Regions from separate parts of the Camelus bactrianus genome. Here region 2 is linked to region 1. A link is a contact called in public Hi-C data. All regions are on one chromosome and are shown on one strand. Each heading gives the region's core, a stretch centred on a gene start, on an enhancer-like site or on the middle of the called end of the contact. The rest is flanking DNA. Distances are from core to core; before and after follow the strand shown.

Region 1 (6,205 bases), core at 1,222-3,721:
GCTTGTGACCACTCCCACAAATAGAACGAACACAACAGAAATGATGCTATATGACTTCCAAAACTAGACTGGAAAAGGCCATGAAGCTTCTACCATGTTCTCTTGGGACACTCATTCTTGGAAGCCAGCCACCATGCTATGCGGAAGCCGAGGCAACGTGGAGGTGTTCTGGCTGACAGGCAGCATGGTCCACTGGATGGACATGAAGGTGAAGTCACCAGATGATTCCAGCCCCAGCCATCAAGTCACCCCCAGCTGTTGAGTTACCTCCCAGCTGATGGCCCAGACCCTACACAGAAGAGACAACCAGTCCGCACTCTGCTCTGTCTGAATTCTTGACCCACAGAATCTGTGAGGATCATAAAATGGTTGTCTCAGATCACTAAATTTTGGAGTGGTTTGTGTTACAGGGATAAATAGCTAGAACATCTCCCAAATAAAGTACCTGCACACAAGTCCTTGTCTCAGGATCCACTTCTGGGAGAATCTAAACTGAAACAAAAGGGGATTGTGTAAACCCCAGAATTTCTCCAGCCTCCAGTTCCAGGCTTAATGGAAGGTACCTCATCTCAGTCCCAACACGAGGCTTAAGTCTGCATCTCATTGGTTTAGGGACAGATGGGCCAATATAATTGCAACTGCTGACTGGGCAGGTCCTCTTCCCCCTCCGTCCTCCCCCTCCATGGGGTCTGCCCACCAACCACACAGGAAAACTAGGCTGCAGCACCAGGCCTTGCCAGCTGTTCCCCGTGCACATGACAACCAGGGTGAGAAGGAGAACCACGACAGCAGACGTGCCTGTCTTCGTCTAGGTCTGGGGCTGTGTCATCTACCTGCTTGTGCTCAAGCTGCTCTGTGGCTGGAATGTGCCTCCCACCTGCTTTGGATTCAGCACTTTCTATGTGCCAGAGACCTTTCTCAACACTTTATGTGTGTGTTTTTCTCATTTGCTCTCCCTGGCAATTGAGAGGAGAAACCAAGGCATAGAGAAGTTGAGTACCCCACCACATACACATACGCACACAAACAGAGGTCACACAGCTAGTAAATGGTGGAACCAGGATTTAAATCCATGCGATCCAAGTGATTTCAGAGCCTACACCCTAAACCAACACCTGTGCCTTCCCTCTTCCCTTCCAGGACCAAGCCATTCTTTCAATATGAATACCTGCCCTCCAGGGAGCCTCTCCTGGTTCTCTCAGTCAAAGACTCTCTCCTTCAGCACTGTGGGTGTTCGTGATGAAACAGTAGTCTTCCTTGGGTATCGCTATTGGAAGCACTGATACCCCCAGCTCCACTTTCCCTCTATCAGCCATTATCTCCGAGTGTCCTCTCAATCTCCCCACAACCATTTTACAGAAGAAAAGGTTAAGACTCAGAGAGGTTAAGCAACTTGCTTGAGACCACACAGCTAGGGAGTAGCCAGGTGGGATCTGAACCCAGGCAAATCTGTGCCAAATCCCTAATGTTGCCATAGATGCTGATAAACACCTGGGATCTAAACCCGAGCCTCTGCCTACCTCCCTCTGGCCCCAGAGGACACTGGGTGCTGAACCTAGGCTCAAGAGGGGATAGAGGGCTTTAAACAGGAGAGTGAGGACAGAGGTCCGCACGTTTGGACCTAAGTCATCACTACCACCTTTTGCAGCTGCAGTGTCCACATCTGTAAACAGGTGTCGGTGGCTAAGTGGCCTGGGACTCTGAGCTCAGATAACCTGAGTTTCATCGTCTGCCTTACCTCGGAGAAGCGCTTCAGCGACCACACCTGCTGTGAGGATGCAACGAGATAGTGACTATAGAACTTTAGGGCAGTGCCTACACATAGTCAGCAGGATCCCAGAAGGCTCCCTGTGACAGTTACTTTTGCTTACCCAAGGAGACCAGCGGTGGGTAGAGAGCGCACTCTGGAACCTGACTACCTAGATTTGAACCCTGGTTAAGGCACCTTACTACCTCAGTGACCTTGGGCAAATCACCTAAACCTGGCTCTGCCTCAGTTTCCTCGTCTGTAAAATGGGAATAATCATCACATCAGCTCATAGGGTTGTTTTGAGGCTCAAATAAGTTGACGTACGTGCAAAATGTTTAGAACAGTGCCTGACACAGCACCAGATTCGTCAGATTCGTAATATTACTGTTGTTGGTACTATCACCTCCACGGCTATTACTTCTAAGGCTCCAAAGTCCGAGCGGCCAAGCGGGGCAGGTTTTGCCGACTCACCCTCACTAAGCAGCTCCGGCCCTTTCCCCCTCGCGTCCCCGCCTCCCGCGGGCCTGAGTCACCCCGGACTGTGCGTCACTCGAGCCCCTCCCGTCCCACAACCTGCAGACTCACCCTGAGTCAGCCCGCCCGGGCTCTTCCACTCCCGGGACACCGCACGGCGGAGGGGAGGCGGCGAGGCGCCCCCCGGCGGAGAACCGGAGCCTCTCGCGTGTCGCTCAGCGCCGGGAGAGCGGAGCCGAAGTCCAGCGGGGGCGCGCGGGAATGGGCCGGACCATGCGGGGCGGGGGGAGAGAGGCGCTCTGCCGGGCCCCCCACCGCTCGCGCGGAATGGTACGGCCCGGCCGAGATTAAAGTCCGCGGGGAGGCGGCCTGTCCCGCGGCTGCAGCGGCGGTGACGGCGCGATGGGGCTGCGCGCGGGAGGAGCGCTGGGCAGGGCCGGGGCCGGGGCCGGGGAGGGCCGGGGGGTGCCCGAGGGATCCGGGCCAAGCGGCGGCGCGCAGGGCGGCAGCATCCACTCTGGCTGCATCGCCGCGGTGCACAACGTGCCGCTGAGTGTGATCATCCGGCCGCTGCCGTCTGTGCTGGACCCGGCCAAGGTGCAGAGCCTCGTGGACACGATCCGGGTGAGGCCCCGGGGAAGCCGGCCGCAGGGGGGGGGGCTTCGGAGGAGGGAGGTCACGCTGGACGCGAGACAGGACTGGTTCCACTCTCTGCCAGAACTCAGCATTTGCTGTGTGACCTTGAGCAAGTAGCTGGGCCTCTCTGGGCCTCTCTTTCCTCATTGAGCAAGGAGATTGGAGGAGATAACTAAAATAACGATCTCTGACTACTATAAAGATAGCACTTGAAGTGAGTGGCCTAAGAGCTGTTTTAAGTGCCTTATCTTCTTCATGCCAACCCAATGAGGTACACACTACCACTGTTCCTCTTCTACAGATGAGGCACTGTGGCAAGAGAGGATTCAAGCAACTTGTCCAAGGTTAGGCATTTTAGAAAGTGGCACCGCCTGGCCCCAGTGCCCAGCTGCATGGCCACCACATTATCCAGAGATAAGCTGTGCAGTCGCTCCTGGCTGTGGCAGCGGGACTGGGAGTGTCATGTCTGCTAGGAGTGCCTTGTTTGACCCGGAACTGGGCGTGGACAGGTCAGCCACATCACAGAGGGGTGCTCAAGAAAGTTTGAGTGATCCTGGCAGGATCTTGAGGGGAGGGAGGGGACATATGTGTCAGGTGGGGCCTGCCCAGCATCATGTCTGCCTCCCCAAGACCCTTGGAAGGTGACCATGTGAGACCTCGAGGCCCCACCAAAGACCTCTCCTGTTTACCCTACCTTCCCCCCAACCCAAGTGTCATTCTGTCCTAGAGTTTGCATTGCTGTTCACACTCCCTGGAACTGCTTCCCAAAGAGCCCCAGGGCCTGCTCCCTCGCTTGGGTCGGGTGTCCACCTCCCTGTCAGTCCTCCCCTCTGTAGCTTGCCCCTTAACCTCAGGTGTTTCTCCTTAAAGCACTTATGTCCACCAGAGTCATAGTATACATTTGTTTGTTTGTGTTTTATCGTCTGTCCTCCCCACCTCATGTGAACTCCACAGAAGCAGGGACTTTATCCTGTCTTGGCTGTTTCCATAACACGAGCAAGGTGCCTGGCTGTTTGTGCTGGACCTGGCTGTGCATGCTCTTTCTCGCCCCTGGGCCTTTGCACAGGCTTTTCCCCCTGCCCAAAAAACTCTTTCGTCTCTTCTTTACTGTTTCTAATGCTTTCTTGATCTTCCTGTCTCAGTGTCAGTGTCTTCCCTGACAGCCCTTACTGGGTTAGGGGCCTCCTGGGGGCCCTCAGCCACCTGCATGCCCACCAGCACAGCTCTGATCCCACTGGGTTGTAATGGCCTCAGACACCTGTCTTCCCCGCCAGAACCATATGCTCTGTGAGGGCACGAACCAAGACTATCTTTGTTTACCATATGTATTCGATTTCTATGGCGACTATAACAAATTACCAGAAACTTGGTGGCTTAAAACAAAGACAGATTTTATTATTTTATAGTTCTATGGTTCAGAAGTCCAAAATGGGTCTCACTGGACTACAATCAAGATATCAGCAGGGCTGCATGGTTTTCTGGAGTCTCTAGGGGAGAATCCTTTCCCAGCTTCTAAAGGCCACCCACGTTTTTTGGCTTCTGGCCTCTTTCCTCCATCTTCAAAGCCAGCAACATCAGACCTCCTCTGATTCCTCTCTCTTCCACGTTTAAGGTCCCTGGTGATTACATTTGGCCCATCTGGATAACCCAGGATAATCTCCCCATCTCAAGAGCCTTAACTGCGTCTACAAAGTCCCTCTTCCATGTAAGGAGAATACTCACAGGCTCCAGGGATTAGGAGTTGGACATCTTTGGGGGCCATTATGCTGCCCACCTGCCAGCAGGCCCCTGGGTGCCCAGCACAAGGCCCACCTGGCAGTTGCCCCTCGTTCCCACTCCACTGCCAGGCAGCCTGTGCTCCGAGCCTCACAGGCATCAGCTCCCTGACTTCAGCAGCAGCCCTATAGGGTGTCCATTCCCACTTTACAGATGAGGAACAATGCTCAGTGCTGAGACCACTTGCCTAGCCTCCCCCTCCCCCCCCACCCCCCACCGCTCTTTGGAGGAGCTGAGACTCAAACTTGGGTTTGCCTGGTTCAAGAGCCCAGCTCATGGGCCATACTGCTTAATAATCATCTCTGGGATAAATAGGTAAATGGATCCATCAAAGCAGCCTAAGAAGAGACCACCCATGGGCCAAGGGCAGGAGGCAGCTCACACTTCATTTGGTCTCCCCAGCAGGCCCTGCCCCCATCCCCATCCCACCCCACGCCAGGCTTTCTACACGTAGAGGATCACCATTCTCCATCTGGTGGCTTAGGCCCCGGGCAGGGAGTCAACTTAGACTCCTCCTCCCTTCTCTCACATTCATCCCTCCCGTCGAATCTGCCCCCTAAAATTGTCCCAAACCTGCCTACCTCTCCCTGTCCCTGCTGCACCCTCACCCAGGCCAGCATCTTTGGCTGAATACCTGCTGAGGCCTCTGTCCTCCCTGATCTCGCCGCTGTCCACTCCACTAAGCCTGCTCTCCCATGACAGCTTTCTAGGCTGTTCCTCAGATCATGTCACCTTCCCCTGTTTAAAACGCTCCAGGACCTAAGAGGTACAAACTTTCAGTTATAAAATAAAGGAGTCCCAGGTCAGAAATGTACAAGGTGGGGACTATAGTCAATAACTATGTAATATCTTTGTATAGTGACAGATGGGATGGTAACTAGACTTATCATAGTGATCATTTTGGAATGTATAGAAATATCGAATCATTATGTTGTATATCAGGAACTAATATAGTATCATAAGTCAATTCTATTTCAAAAACAAATAAACTAGTAGAAAAGAGATCAGATTTGTGGCCACCAGAGGTAGGGTTTGGGGGGAGTGATGAGGAGAGGGAGAGTTGTATGAAAAGTGGTCAAAAGGTACTAACTTCCAGCTATAAGATAAATAAGTGCTAGGGATGTAGTGTGCAACGTGATCAGTATAATTAACACTGCTGTACACTACATGTGAACGTGATTAAGAGAGTGAATCCTGAGTTCTCATCACAAGGAAAAATGATTGTTTCTATTTCTTTAATTTTGTATCTAGATGAGATGATGGATGTTCACTAAACTAATTGTGGTCATCACTGCATGATGGATGTAAGTCAGTACACCTTCACCTTCTCCAGTGCTGTATCTCCCTTCTGTCTCAATAAAACTAGAAGAAAAAATAAATAAAAGAAATAAATAAAATGCTCTAGGGCTGACCCCCTGCTACCTTTCTGACCTCTTCTACTCCTTGAGCCCCCTGAGTCCACTCTGGTCATACTGGGCCCCTTGCTGTGCCTCCAGTATCAGGAACGTGTTCTTTTTTTTTTTTTTTTTTTTTTTTTTTTTTTGCATTTGCTGTTTTCTGTGCCTAGAA
Region 2 (6,205 bases), core at 1,839-4,338, 210 kb after region 1:
AACCTATCACAGTGAGCCACACAGTGGAATACTATGCATCTCTGAAAAAAGACCAGGAAACTCTCTACGTACTGATGCAATGATGTAGATTACAAGGTTATCCCTGCAGCCCGTATGATAGAAACAGTTGAAGGTCCATCATGAGTGAACTGGTTAGATACACTCTATTTCATCTATACATAGAACAGTTGTAGCCATTTGAAAGATTAAAAGAGAAAATTCTTTATGTGCTAATTGGAAAGATCTCCAGAGTGAACTGTTAAATGACCAAAAAAAAAAGTAAAGTGCAGAAAGGGACTTGATGATTGGTGAGAGGGAGGAGGAGTGATTTTGCACTATATCTGCTGAGTGCTGTAGTATCAGCAGCTATTACCTATGAAAAAAGAAATACACTTTATCTGTTTTGAAATACTCAATACATGAATGTAGAATCTTTATTTTAAATTATTGAAATTGAAAATTCCCTTGCCTCCCTGCCAAATGCCTACCTTCTTGGAGTGTCCCAGGAGGCCAGAAGCTACTGTGGACAATTTAGTCTGGGTCCTTCCAGACCTCTTCCTGTGCACTTACACACCTATAGATACAGACGTGGAGATAACATCATATTACACGTTGGTGGGGTTTTTTACATAAAAGAGATCATCTTGGGTATATTGTTCAGTAGCTTGCTTTGTTCACTTGACAGTACATATATTCATTCCAGAACATACATTTGTGTGTACATTCAATATACACTTCATTCACTCATCATCCTTCATCATCCGTACTCCTCTCCCTCCTTCCCTCCCTTTCATAGGTCTCTCTGGGACCCATCTGCCCACCCATCCAGGCTCCAGATGAGGGACAAGGAGGCTCAGGTATGAGGTGTTAAGAGGGAGACAGACTTCAGCATAATTAAAGAACTTCCTGACAGTCCCTGGCAGGATTAAGGGGAAATATCACTCAGAATCAGTTCTCAGACTAAGGCCCACCTCCCCAATCACGCTGCTTTCAAATGCATGGGCTGCCTTAGGAGGGAGGGAGCCCCCACTGAGAGTGAAAGGCCATAGCCCCATCTTGGTAAGAATGCAGTAGAGGGGGGCTGTAGTCAGATATTCCCGGGATCTAATCCTGGCTCAGACCTTCCTGGCTGGATAGTCCTAGGCAAGTTCTTCAAAATTCCTGAGCCTCAATTCCCTCATCTGTAAATGATGCAAAGCCCATAGGATTTTTTGGGATAATGAAATTAAAATACAAATGAAGTAACATGGCCCTGTTGCAGGGTAGGTGTCAGGAAATAGTCACTGCTGTTGGTCCGTTACTCCTCCTCCTCCTCCTCTTTCTTCTTCTTCTACACAGCTGAAGTCTCAGAAACCTCCCAGGGATGAAGCTAGGATGATACTCCTTACCGCACTGGCTGTTCTGAGAGTACAGCAAGACGATCCCTGGCTGTATGGGTGCTTTGTACCCTGCAAAGTCCCGAGACTCGCTGGACCACATGGCCACATCAGCACCCCAGGATGCTTTGGCCCTATCCAGAGCTCAGAGTCTGGTGGGGCCTGGGATAAGCTCCACTGGACGGATGGGGTAATGGAGTCTATAGATTAGCAAGGGAATTTGCAGGCCACACTGCAGAACTAGTCACTGTGGTAGGATGGAGGCAGCCCCTAATATCCGTTCCCCGACACTCCCCGAGGAATAAGGGCGGGTCATACCAAACACACCTACTCTCACAACCCAGGGCAGACAGGTGTACACACACCCCTCAGATACACTCTGTCCAAGATAGCCAGCCAAGGCACACAGGCAGGGCAGAGAGGGGCACACATATTATTAAGCGACACACACCTCTGCCTTCCGCTAGCAAGCGTGCACGCACACGCACACACACACAGAGCTCTCCCAACGGTTATACTCAGAACTGCAGGACGGATAGCAACAAAGCCACACGCTACGTCTGACCCCGCAACCCGCAACCGCGAAGGCAGTGGGCGGCCCCGCCCCGCCCTCAGTAACAGCAAGACAGCTTCTCCCGTGGGCGCGGAATCCCCGGGCAGAAGGTTTAGTGGAAACATAGGGAAGGCGGGGGCGAGGGGCGGGTACTGGGAAGGGGCTGACCTGGGACCTCGGCCCCACACCCCAGAGTCAGCAGGTACCACGCACATAGTCTGCAGGAACAGAAGATGCGAGCCCCCTATAGCGTGGGAACCGGTGGCCGACGGGCCCAGCATACACCTGCCAGCGGCCTCGCTCCGGCTTCCCAGCTGCCCCTGACCCCGCACCTGCCGGGCCCGCGGGCACCCAGCCTGTCCCTGCCGCGTCCCCGCACGGCCAGCACCTGCCGCCCGGTGCCCAGTCCTCCGCACAGCTCGCACGGTACCCGGAGACATAGCTCCATCCGGACCCCAGTGATCCACGCAGGTCCCCGAAGATCCGCACAGACAAAGCCCCAAGCCCTCAGTTCCCCCTCAGACCTCCCCGCACCCAGCTAAACTACTCCCCGGCCCGCCCCACACTCACACCAACGCGGACACCGCACACCCTGTCCAGGCAGTCCCCGCTTCCTCTGCCCCAGGGACACGCTGCTACGCCCCGCTGGTGGGCACCCTCGCGCCCGCCAGAGTCGGCCACACTCGGCTACCCCATGCCCTGCCTGGCCGCGTCACCTGGACACGTCGGGAGGGAACACTCAACCCAGGTCGCTCCCCAGACGGCGAGTTTTGTTAAAAGGGGTGTGTGTGTGAGAGAGAGAGAGAGGGGGGTGGCGGGGTGGGGGGGTGGGGGAGAGAGATACGCAGCAACCACAGCCGCCCGGAGGCTCCCGGCCGCCCTGCCGCCTCCCGCCCCCGCCGGATACCTTGCCCCGCGCACGGCGGGCTCCTGACGCCGCCCGAGTTCAGAGTCGCTGGTCACCCTCAGGTGGCCCGGGCCGCTCCGCCGCGGCTGAACGCGGCTCCGGGGGTAGCTCTGGCCCAGGATCCCAGCAGCCGGACGCGCGCGGAGCCGTCGCCGCTTCCGCCACGAGTGTCTCGGGAATGCCGGGCGCCGGGCTCCAGCTCCGGCCCGGGTGATGTAAACGTGAGCTAATCAGCCGCCGCCTGATGCCCTCAGGCCGGGGATTGCACCATCCCTGCGCCCCGCCCCTCGGGGTCACCGCCCGAGCGCGCCCCGCCCCTCCTGTGCGGTCCGCGCGCTGCTCCGGCACCCCTTGCCTCACCCGCCCTCTAGGTGTGTCTGGTCCCCCTCCCGCCTCGCGCCCGAAGATTGAATGCAGACACAAGCCACTGGCTTTCACTATCACCTTAGAAAAAGCATTTTGCTTTTCTGAGCCTCAGTTTTCCCATCTGTGAAACAGAAGAACGTTAATTCTTTCTCAGGAGGGCGCTAGGGAGAAAAAGCGAACCGTGACAGTTTCCTGGGTGCTTCCCCGTTTATAAAGCACTTTCTCCTACTATTACTTTATTAAACCTTTAGGAGAACCCTGGGCAGGCAGGAAGCTCCATTCTGCCTATTGTACAAAGGGGCAGCCCGAGGCCCAGCTGTGGGAAAGTAACCAGGAGCTTTTCAAAGACCACAGACCTAGGAGATGACTCTGGGCTCAATAGAACCATTGTGGTGCCCTGGGGAGGCCTGGGGTCTGGTGGGCTTCACAGCATTCATTAGATAGAGGCAGTGCAGCCTGGTAGTTAAGAGCAATCACCTAGGAACCAGCCTACCTAAAAGTGCCCTGACCCTAACTCTGCCCAGACCCACAGTGTCCAGACCCACTGTGCTACTTCAGGAAATAAATTAAATAAGCTAACACACCTTAAATACTTAGGACTGTGTGGCACATCATAGATACTCAGTAAATAGAGTGGAAAAAATGGAGGCTCAGAGAGCGACTGTAACACGACTTGCGGCCCCAGGCCTGGGAGGCCCTGGTGAAACATCCCTGTGCAGTCCCAGGGGTCCAATCCCTTTTAGGCCTTGGTGTTTGAATTCACCAGTGTCAAAAAATAACTCCTCCAGGCAGAGGTTGATGGGAGGGAGGTGGTGTCACCTTTGTTTCCCCGGTTGCAGAACCTCAGGGACTAGATCACCTGCATCTCAGAGCCTTCAGGGCACACCAGGGGATTCTAGGATCTTATTTAACCCTGGAGACTTCCCTTCTGGGGAGGGATGAATGAACTCATTTACTACACCAGGACCTAGATAGACTGTAAGGGGCAAGGAAAGTCAGGGATGCTGTTTTCTCAGCACCGCTCTGAAGCCAGACTGTGCTGGGTTTGCTCATACATTCCTAACTTTGTTCCATGCTGTGTCAGACCCTGTTCTAAATGCTGGGTACTCCGCGGTTACAAGAGTGACTCATTCTGGCCCTCATGGACTTTATGAATCAGTGGAAAGACAAACCATTATCAAGAAAATAAAATCAAAAAAAAAAAAAAAAAGAAACTCAGAGGGACAGTAGAGCTCAGTGGTAGAGCACATGCTTAGCATGCATGACGTCCTGGGTTTGATTCCCAGTACCTCCGTCAAATAAATAAATAAATAAACCTAATAACGCCCCCCCAAAAAAAAACAAAAAAAATTTTTTTAAAGAAAAGAAAATCAATAAGCCAGGATCATTTAAAACAGATTATAAGTGTCATGTATTTTCTTTTTTTTAAACCATAGATCAAAATTTTTTATTTTATTTTTTTAAATCTTTTTTATTGAGTTACAGTCATTTTACAATGTTGTGTCAAATTCCAGTGTACAGCACAATTTTTCAGTTATACATGAACATACATATATTCATAGTCACTTTTTTTTCCGCTGTGAGCTACCAAAAGATCTTGTATATATTTCCCTGTGCTATATCGTACAATCTGGTTTATCTATTCTACATATGCCTGTCAGTATCTACACATTTTGAACTCCCAGTCTATCCCTTCCCACCTCCTCCCTGGCAACCACAAGTTTGTATTCTATGTCTATGAGTCTGTTTATGTATTCTCTTGAATACATAGCATAGACTTGTTCTCTATTAGATATGACTGAAGGGTGGCTATTTTCAGCAGGGCATATCAGGAAGGTGATATTTAAAATAAGAACTTAAGGAAGAGGAGGGTTGAGAAGGACAAAGTTGTGAGGGGAGACAGAGGGGAAAGTAAGTGCAAAGGTGTTGGGGCACTTAAGGGACTGTGAAATTGGCAATGTCACTTCTATTCTATAGATGAGTCAAGGTGAGGGGCTTACCTAAGACCACTCGGCTTGTTACAAGAGGCAGATTTCAGATATGAGCCTGGGACAGCAGACTCCAGCACCCACATTGTACATTTCACAATTTTTGCAACCCAGCAGCCTCTTCCAGGACTCTTGTGGGTACAGTCACTGGAAATTCATCTGAGGCATGTACCCCAGGTTTTGGGACATTATCGCAGTTAGGGGTATCAAATCCCAATTCTCCAGGCCAGCACTTTTCAGTAGAACATGGCGTGAGCCAAATATGTAGTTTAAAACTTCTAGTTATGCATTAAAGAAAAATAAAAAGAAACAGGTGAAATTAATTTTAATAATATATTCTATTTAATCCAATGTATCTAGCATATTATCATTTCAACAGAGAGTAAAAAAATTGTTAACGAGATAACCTAAATTGTTTCTCATACTAATGTCTGCAAAATCTGGCATATATTTTACACTTAATTTGGACACAAAATAGCATGAAGGCTAAATTGTCAGTGGTTGAAGTAAAATGTCCTAACAAAACAATGAAGTTGCGATTAATGGAGAAAATGTTTCCCCTGCTAAAATTAAAATTCGATAAAGTGAAAATTCACTTCTTCAGTCACCCTATCAAGTGGTCAGTAGCCCCCTGCAGAAATGGCTACCATACTGAGCAGCACTGCCTCAGACCAAGAATCCCTGGCACAGGGTCCTGGGATTATAGCAAAGAAGGGAAGAGCCTGTTGGGTCTACAACATTTTTAAAAATGAGCTAATTGAAAGAAAAACATTATGGAATATAATAATACAGGTGGGTAAATGGATCTGGGCCAATCAATTTGGGAAAGGCGATGAGTGATTCAAGAGTTGCAACTCCGGGCCTGTGCTCTTCTTGGGGAGCGTTTATTAGACACTGGGCACCTCCCCCTTCTTTGGGGTTTCCCGGAGGCTTTGCAGAAATCCCTCAGCATCCCAACGTGGCTCAGGCTGGGCCCTAGGACAGGGAGGAAGGCCAATGCCTGGCCACAGCATCA

Evidence for each region. Hi-C and Micro-C count contacts between places; a contact is called where the count stands out from the background.
Region 2: a contact with region 1 is called in a Hi-C map of blood, with 4 times the contacts expected there. The contact joins the promoter of TRIB3 here to the promoter of SRXN1 in region 1. A contact is called at or near these places in 2 of 2 Hi-C or Micro-C datasets (blood and liver).

What each region holds. Positions count from the first base shown.
Region 1 is chr19:9,522,669-9,528,873 of ASM4877302v1, forward strand. It overlaps SRXN1 (sulfiredoxin 1), which reads left to right and starts at 2,472. Exons shown (of 2, transcript XM_074347076.1): 1 at 2,472-2,848. The coding sequence starts at 2,627. It overlaps LOC105073604 (a long non-coding RNA gene), which reads right to left and starts at 2,473. Exons shown (of 5, transcript XR_012500584.1): 1 at 2,336-2,473.
Region 2 is chr19:9,729,231-9,735,435 of ASM4877302v1, forward strand. It overlaps TRIB3 (tribbles pseudokinase 3), which reads right to left and starts at 3,089. Exons shown (of 5, transcript XM_045521077.2): 1 at 2,837-3,089; 2 at 489-574.